Linked DNA regions of Mus musculus: region 2 is linked to region 1. The links are chromatin contacts, called in public promoter capture Hi-C maps. All regions are on one chromosome and are shown on one strand. The core of a region is the stretch at or near the end of the contact, and the rest is flanking DNA. Distances in the headings are between cores, read along the strand shown.

What was found. Promoter capture Hi-C pulls out the DNA fragments that hold promoters and counts their contacts.
Region 2: a promoter capture Hi-C map of hippocampal neurons shows a contact between it and region 1, with 2.3 times the contacts expected there. The contact joins the enhancer-like site here to the promoter of Prim2 in region 1. A contact is called at or near these places in 5 of 39 promoter capture datasets (the 3T3-L1 cell line, cranial neural crest, embryonic stem cells and 2 more), 3 of 484 Hi-C or Micro-C datasets (the HPC-7 cell line, cranial neural crest and embryonic fibroblasts), 4 of 115 datasets of contacts at active chromatin or transcription factors (bone marrow-derived macrophages, embryonic forebrain, embryonic stem cells and 1 more) and 1 of 9 other capture datasets (adipose tissue).

The regions. Positions count from the first base shown.
Region 1 is chr1:33,668,043-33,671,322 of GRCm38.p6, forward strand. Prim2 (DNA primase, p58 subunit) reads right to left here and starts at 1,752. Exons shown (of 14, transcript NM_008922.2): 1 at 1,582-1,752; 2 at 816-978. The coding sequence starts at 969. 1700001G17Rik (RIKEN cDNA 1700001G17 gene) reads left to right here and starts at 1,782. Exons shown (of 1, transcript NR_033199.2): 1 at 1,782-2,670.
Region 2 is chr1:33,945,548-33,948,827 of GRCm38.p6, forward strand. All of the region lies in intron 2 of Dst (dystonin), which reads left to right. Among named protein-coding and RNA genes, the nearest start is that of Dst, 39 kb to the left of the region's middle. Within about 2 kb of position 1,609, at least 55 of the 459 cell types and tissues checked have an H3K27ac peak or open chromatin away from gene starts, as enhancers often do. A contact at or near this core is called in adipose tissue and hippocampal neurons, where this site is marked.

The sequences.
Region 1 (3,280 bases), core at 502-3,001:
TTGCCTTCACTACATTGGACAGTAATAAGTGCTTTCTCCTGCGTTGACAGCTCTTATCTTGCTGCTCTAAGAAAAATGAACAGTGTTTTCCCATCTCCTGATTACTCCAGCAAGAATATTCTGGAACATAAACTCTAAGAGGGCTTGTATTTGTCTCAGTTCATAGCTAGCTCCTTCATTTCTTCTCTCACACACAAAGGATAAGAGGCCTCCAGTTCAGTGGCTGCATCCTTCTCACACCTCGGTCCTGCGCATTATAATATGCCTTCAAATGTCCACACGTCTCCACTCTCCCTCAACTACTCACACCGGAAGCATAGCTCTCTTTCACAGCCGCAAGCCTTTGTAGAGACCATTATCACAGTTTGGAAAAGCCCTTCACTGCTTCTGCTGGGAAATCCCTACTGTCTGCTCATTTCTTCAGAAACCAGACCAAATTCCAACTTCTCTAGGAAACCTTCCTTAAGTAGACTAAGCTAGTTATTCTCACTTTTACACTCCAGGGGCATTAATATTTACTTCTATCAAAGCAGAAAGTAATCTGATGTATGATTTTAACTCTACACGTCTGTCTCCACATAGCAAATACAGTTTCAACATAGACCTTAATTGCATTACTCATTACAAAGTCCCTGCCACCTGGAAGCAGAGTACTCAATGTGCATACTACAGTGAAGAAGTGAATGACAAACCTTCAACAGCAAATCACCAACGGATGTTGAATGGGCTGCTGAACAAAGAGGAACTGCCTTTATTCATCGTGTGATAACTGCACTTCTCAAGGACACAAACATTGGACTTTAAATGCCACTTACATTTAACTCTGTCAAAAGCCAAGTTTTCAAACTCCGTCAACGATATGTTTTCAGTAGGCGGCTGCAGGTAAAACTGAAGGCTGTGAGGGTAACTAGCATTTCTCTGGTCACCCGCCAATCGCAGCTTCTTCCGGATCCTTCCTGAGAACTGCATCTTGACCACCTTTTGAAAGCAGTGAAATAAATTATATAAATATATATTTATATTATATATTATATAAATTATATATATATGTTATATAGTATATATTGCAATATATAGTGCTTAGGTGGCAACGCAATATATATGTTAAAATGACGGAAAAAGGCTGAGTCAATAGAGTAAATATTTATGGAAACACAAAATATTGGATGCACAGACTTTTTTAAAGGGATTATTCCTAGACCCTGCTGTGTTGTCTAGATTTTCTATACACATCTGTAATAACAGGGGCGAATGTGGGAAGGGCTCAAACTGGGGTATATGTAGACGGTGGCCCTTGTAAGCCAAAGAGTGATCACTAAGTGTTGCTGCCTGCCACCCTCAGGCATGTGCGAACCCAAGACAAGATGAGGTTTGAGGGGAGGGGGGTGTTAAATTCCTGAAATCAAGGTAAAGCAAAGTAGATTCTACCTAGATGAGAGGCTTACTTCTCGTACTTCTAACTCTGGAATCCAGCCTTTCCAGAATAGTCAAAAGTGCCTTAACTTCCCTTCCGGCCCCAGCGCCTTCCCGGGCCGCCCTCCCCGCCATCCCACCCGGAGCCTCCCTCCGACCCGACACCACCTGTCACTCGGTCCCACCAGGTCAGCTCACAAGCTTCCAACTCCACGGCTTCTCTCCGTCCCAAATAAAGCCGCAGTAGATTGTTTAACCAGCCAGCAGCCAGGCTGAAAGAAACACCCGCGCTGACAGCCGCTCTCTCCCAGTGGCGGGAGAGTTCATTTGGAACGGGAAGCGGAAGTGATGCGCAGAGGTCCCACCCCCTGGCGCCCCGCCCACCGCGGTGTGGCGCGGTAGCGACTGAAGGTAGTGCGCGTCTGGAGCGTTTTGCACGCCGACCGACTTTTTGATGCTGGTTTTGTTTTTTGTTTTGTTGACGGATGTGAGTTCTTTTGAGACCATGTCTCGCACCGAAGCCCAGGCTAACTTGGAATTGGTGGCGATCCTCCTGCCTCAACCTCCCACAAGTGCTGGGCTTAGGCTGAGCCGCAACACCCGCCCTAAGATATCTTGAATGCAAGTGATGGAGATTTTGTTGGGTTTTTTGTTTTTGTTTTCCAGAACCCCAGGTGCCCTCTCTGCGCGGAGACGCCTTTGGGCTTGGGGCTGCAGTGCAAACGGCAAACATTCCCGCGCTGCAGCCAGAGTCAGGGTAACTGAGGCTCCGGAAGCTTGCGGGCGCTTTACCGGGGGTGGCCTCCCCTCTGTCATTCCAGGAGGTGGGAAGGAGCCGCCGTGTCCGCTTTGCCCACGACACAAGGACTGTCCCTCCTCGTTGTTAGCAACGCTGCCTTCATCTTCCGGACGAGAAAAGAGCTGTAAGAATGACGTCGGTTTGCTCGTCCCCGCGCGATGCTCGCCAGGGAACACGCGAGCGAGCATAGACTTCGGGGAGCGGAGGAACCTGCAGGACTTAGCAAAAAGCGCTCCGGGACCACAGCGAGGCCAGCTAGGTGGCGTCCTAAGAGCCTGGACGGCCGCTGCGGTCTACAGTGTGTTCGAGGCGGCGTGTCCCCCTACAAAAGCCACCCACAAGCTCTGGGATGGGGCTGGGAGTGGTCGGGTTTAGAAATGCATAGTATATCCTAGTACTTTGAAGCCTCAAAGTACCCACCTAAGATAGACTAAATCGGCGGCTGTCCCTTGAAACGGAACCTGTTTATCTGTCAATTTTTATTCTCAAGCCACACAAAACAGACTCTAGTTAATTAGCCCCAATTTACACATAAAAGAACGGTGACTTCCAAAGGATTCCTGACAGGGGACTCCATTCTGCCAACCTCACTGGCCTGATTTCTTTCGTATGACAGTAGGGTACTCACTTCTCCTCTGTGGCCTATATACAATTATCATCACCAAATCCATAGACACTCCTAAAATATATTAACTGCCTTGTGTGTGTGTGTGGGGGGGGGGGGGGGCTGAAGCACAGAAGGAGAGATACCGTGATTAGAATGAGGACACCATGGAAATTTAAGTGAAATCACAAAGAATAAAAAGAAAACAAAACTAAATATCTGAATATATAAAAACATAAAGCTGGGCGTGGTGGCGCACGCCTATAATCCCACCACTTGAGAGGCTGAGGCAGGCGGATTTCTGTGTTCAAGACCAGCCTGGTCTACTGAGTGAGTTCCAGGACAGCTAGGGCTACACAGAGAAACCCTGTCTCGAAAAAAAACAAAAAAAAACAAACAAAACAAAAAAAAAAAAAAAAAAACATTAAATTGTGCAGCTAACAAAACAAAACAAAACAACAACA
Region 2 (3,280 bases), core at 359-2,858, 280 kb after region 1:
ACAGTGATGGGGCTGGGGCGGTTTGGAGACATTTCTGACCAGCGCAGTGTATGCCGGGACCTCTGCTCTTTGGTTCCTGCATAGCAGCCAGTCTGGGGGGCTTGATAGGGAGTCTTGGCCAAACATCTACCCCTGACTGACTGCTGCTGCCTCCCTTTCATTACCTTTGGGATTTGAAGTCCTGCTCGGAGCTTCAGCACCAAACTTCAGTAGCCCTGATTAACTTCATTCATTGGTAGAGATATTGATGTTTAAAATGTTTAACAACCGGAGTTATTTCATATCGAGTGGTTCTTTCTAGTTGCTAGATCTGGGGCAGGTTGCAGAGCACTGGGGAGTAGGGTGATACAGGAGGACTTGCCGGGGTTTTTTGGGACCTTTACCCCAGTTCCTGTGTTTTATGCAACCATGCCCTTGGTGGCTGTGCAGACCCGGGCCTCTGCGTGCCGCAGGCTTGTCTTGCTGCTTCCTCTCAGTCCAGTCTGTTCTCTGCTTGAGCCAGTGCTACAGTATCTACTCTGTGGCTGAGACTGCCCAAGTTAGGATAGGGCTGGCATCAACCTCAGGAATCTTTTTCCAGAAACAGTCCAGAAATAGGTGGACCTCAAGATGAAGCTGTTCTTTGAGAACAGATATTTGGAGGATGCCCTTGATAACAGACATAGTTGTAAGATTGTGTTGCCACACATCCTCCCTCCCCCACTGTGTTGGCAGTTCAGTTTCTATGTGTTTCCATCTTTTACTTGATCGATCTCTCTCTCTCCTTTCCTCCCTCCCTCTCTCTCTCTCCTTCCCTCCCTCCTTCTTGGTATTTTTTGAAACAGGGTTTCTTTGTGTAGCTCTGGCTGTCCTGGAACTAGCTATAAAGCTAGACCAGGCTGGCCTCAAACTCAGAGATCTGCCCGCCTCTGCCTCCTGAGTGCTGGGATTAAAGTCCTGTGCCATTGCTGCCACCACAACCCAGCTCTGTCTCTTAACCTTATAAGCTTATTTTTGTGTCTTAACAACTCTGAGTGTATAGTGGCCATTGGAAAAGCTGTAAGGATTGCAGCTGAGATACTGAAGAAGTGTTTAGGTCTTTAGTATGACTTCAATTTTCAAAGCCCCTCCTGTTCTTTTGTCTTCGGCTTCCTGTGTCCCTGGCCCCACCTCTCTGCTTGCTTTCCTGCCTGGCTTCTCCCATGATCCTCTTTGTTTCTCACACCTCTCTGCACTGCCTTCTCACTTGCGACAGGCCTTCATGCCTGTTTTTTAAGTGTCATTCATCAAATATAGTCACATCTCACCATAAAATCTTGCCTTTAGCTCCTCCGAGTTTATAGCTGCTGGATCTGGGACAGGTTGCAGAGCCGCGAGTAGGAGCAAGCCGGGTGCCATGGATGTTGTGAACACACCATAAAATATGCTTATTTCCTTCACATCTCATGGTGTCTTGTTTTGGAAAGGATTTTTTACACACACGTTTTTACGATGGTGACTTTTTATTTATGGATTAGGGACTATTGTCTGTGACTCTTTAAATCTGAAGAGGGCCACATGCAGACAGATTGAGCTCACATTCATCTGTAATTACAAAGGCTGGGTTATGATTTGCTTGTGGCGGGGCTATTTATAGAGCCTGCCATTGCGCATGACTGTCTGGGCCCAGGGCTGTGAGACCTAGCTGCTGCCAGAGCAGATTGCACTGATTCTGCGCCTGCTCAGCAGGCGGTCTTTCCTTCTTACTGTCTTTAACTGTATGGCATCTTAGCATGCTTCTAGAATTCTTATCTGTGACCCACTTTGCTATGCCATATGGCTACTGTTTCTGCAGCATAGTTGGACCTGTTTGAGATGTATATTGTGGCCAGTGTTATGTAGTCATTCTCTCTCTCTTTCTCTTTTCTTTTCTTTTTTGAGATAGAGTCTTCCTAAAATGTAGCCCTGGATGGCCTTGAACTCACAATTCTCCTGGCCCAGACTCCCCAGTACTCTGATTATGGGTGTGTACCACCACATTTCAGCTTGGTTTTGTGTGTGTGTGTGTGTGTGTGTGTGTGTGTGTGTGTGTGTGTGTGTGTGTACCAGGTTGGCCTAATCTCAAGATCCGCCTGTCTCTGCCTCCTGAATACGGGGATTAAAGTCTGTGCTATTAGCGCAGGGCTCTAGCACCGTTCTTCTTCCTTGTATTAATGGGTTTGCTGTCCTTGCAGAAGCTTTTTGTTGCTGATTCTTTTGTGTCCTTGACTACTGAATAAGGTCCCCAAGTGTCACTGCTGGCACTGTTTAGGAGCTCAGACTTCATGTGTCTCGGGTCGGCTTTCTGAGGGGACAGGCTGTGACCTGAGATAGAGGCTGCCTGCATATTGGCTGGAGAGTGCTCCTCTGCTGAGAGGGAGAGAGAAACTGAGTTAGAAGAGGAGTCCATTTGCAAGAACACCCACCGATCTCCTGGGAAGTATCAGAGCTGTCCTGTTGGAAGCAGGCCCTTCTCCTTGTTGAGTGGCATTGGGCAGGCCTGGGCAGGGTGAAGGGTGTGATATCAGACCAGCAGCCACCTAGTGGGCAGAAAGGATTTTCCAGGTAGAATTTTAGCAACTGGAGAAGCAGGTGTATAAGGAATGGAATCTGAGCAGAGGCTCACAGCATCCAGAAAGCTACTCCTGTTTACCTTTATATATTACGCAATCTTTACTCCGCTTTTAACGGCAGTAGCAATGCAACATTGGGGTGCTTCTCAAGAGTCTTTTAAAGGCCAAGCATGCTTATTTTCTTTTAGGGGTTCATTTAAATGAAAAAAAAAAGAAAGAAAACATGGAATTGATGAATTTACGCTAAAAACAGTATGGGTCAGTTTCAGCACAGAGGTCCTACTGGAGAAGTTCTCCCAGAAAGATTCCATCTTCCAATGGCTGATTATTTCTGATCTAACCAAAAAAGCCAGGGTAGGAAAGGTCAATGATTACAGCGTTTTAAATGCAGCAACGCTGATTAGTTTGGGCAAGCTTTCTTTTTCTTCCAGTACTACAGCATAAGTATGAAAACCCACTAGGGGATAGGTATAATCATTTTTAGAAAAGCTGGGCAAATGCATTTTTGGTAGTATCATCTATGTGTTTGCAAAAACAGAACAGATGTTGTTTAATCTGCCTGCGAAACGTCAAACAGATGGAGCAGACATGGCTGCCAGGGGGAAGCTTCTCTAACCTTGTCTCTCATAGACCGGGTTGCTGATGAGAGGACAGATGAGGGGGACCCAAACGCCAAGACAGAGATACCTTTCAGTCTATGGTAGAAGTGC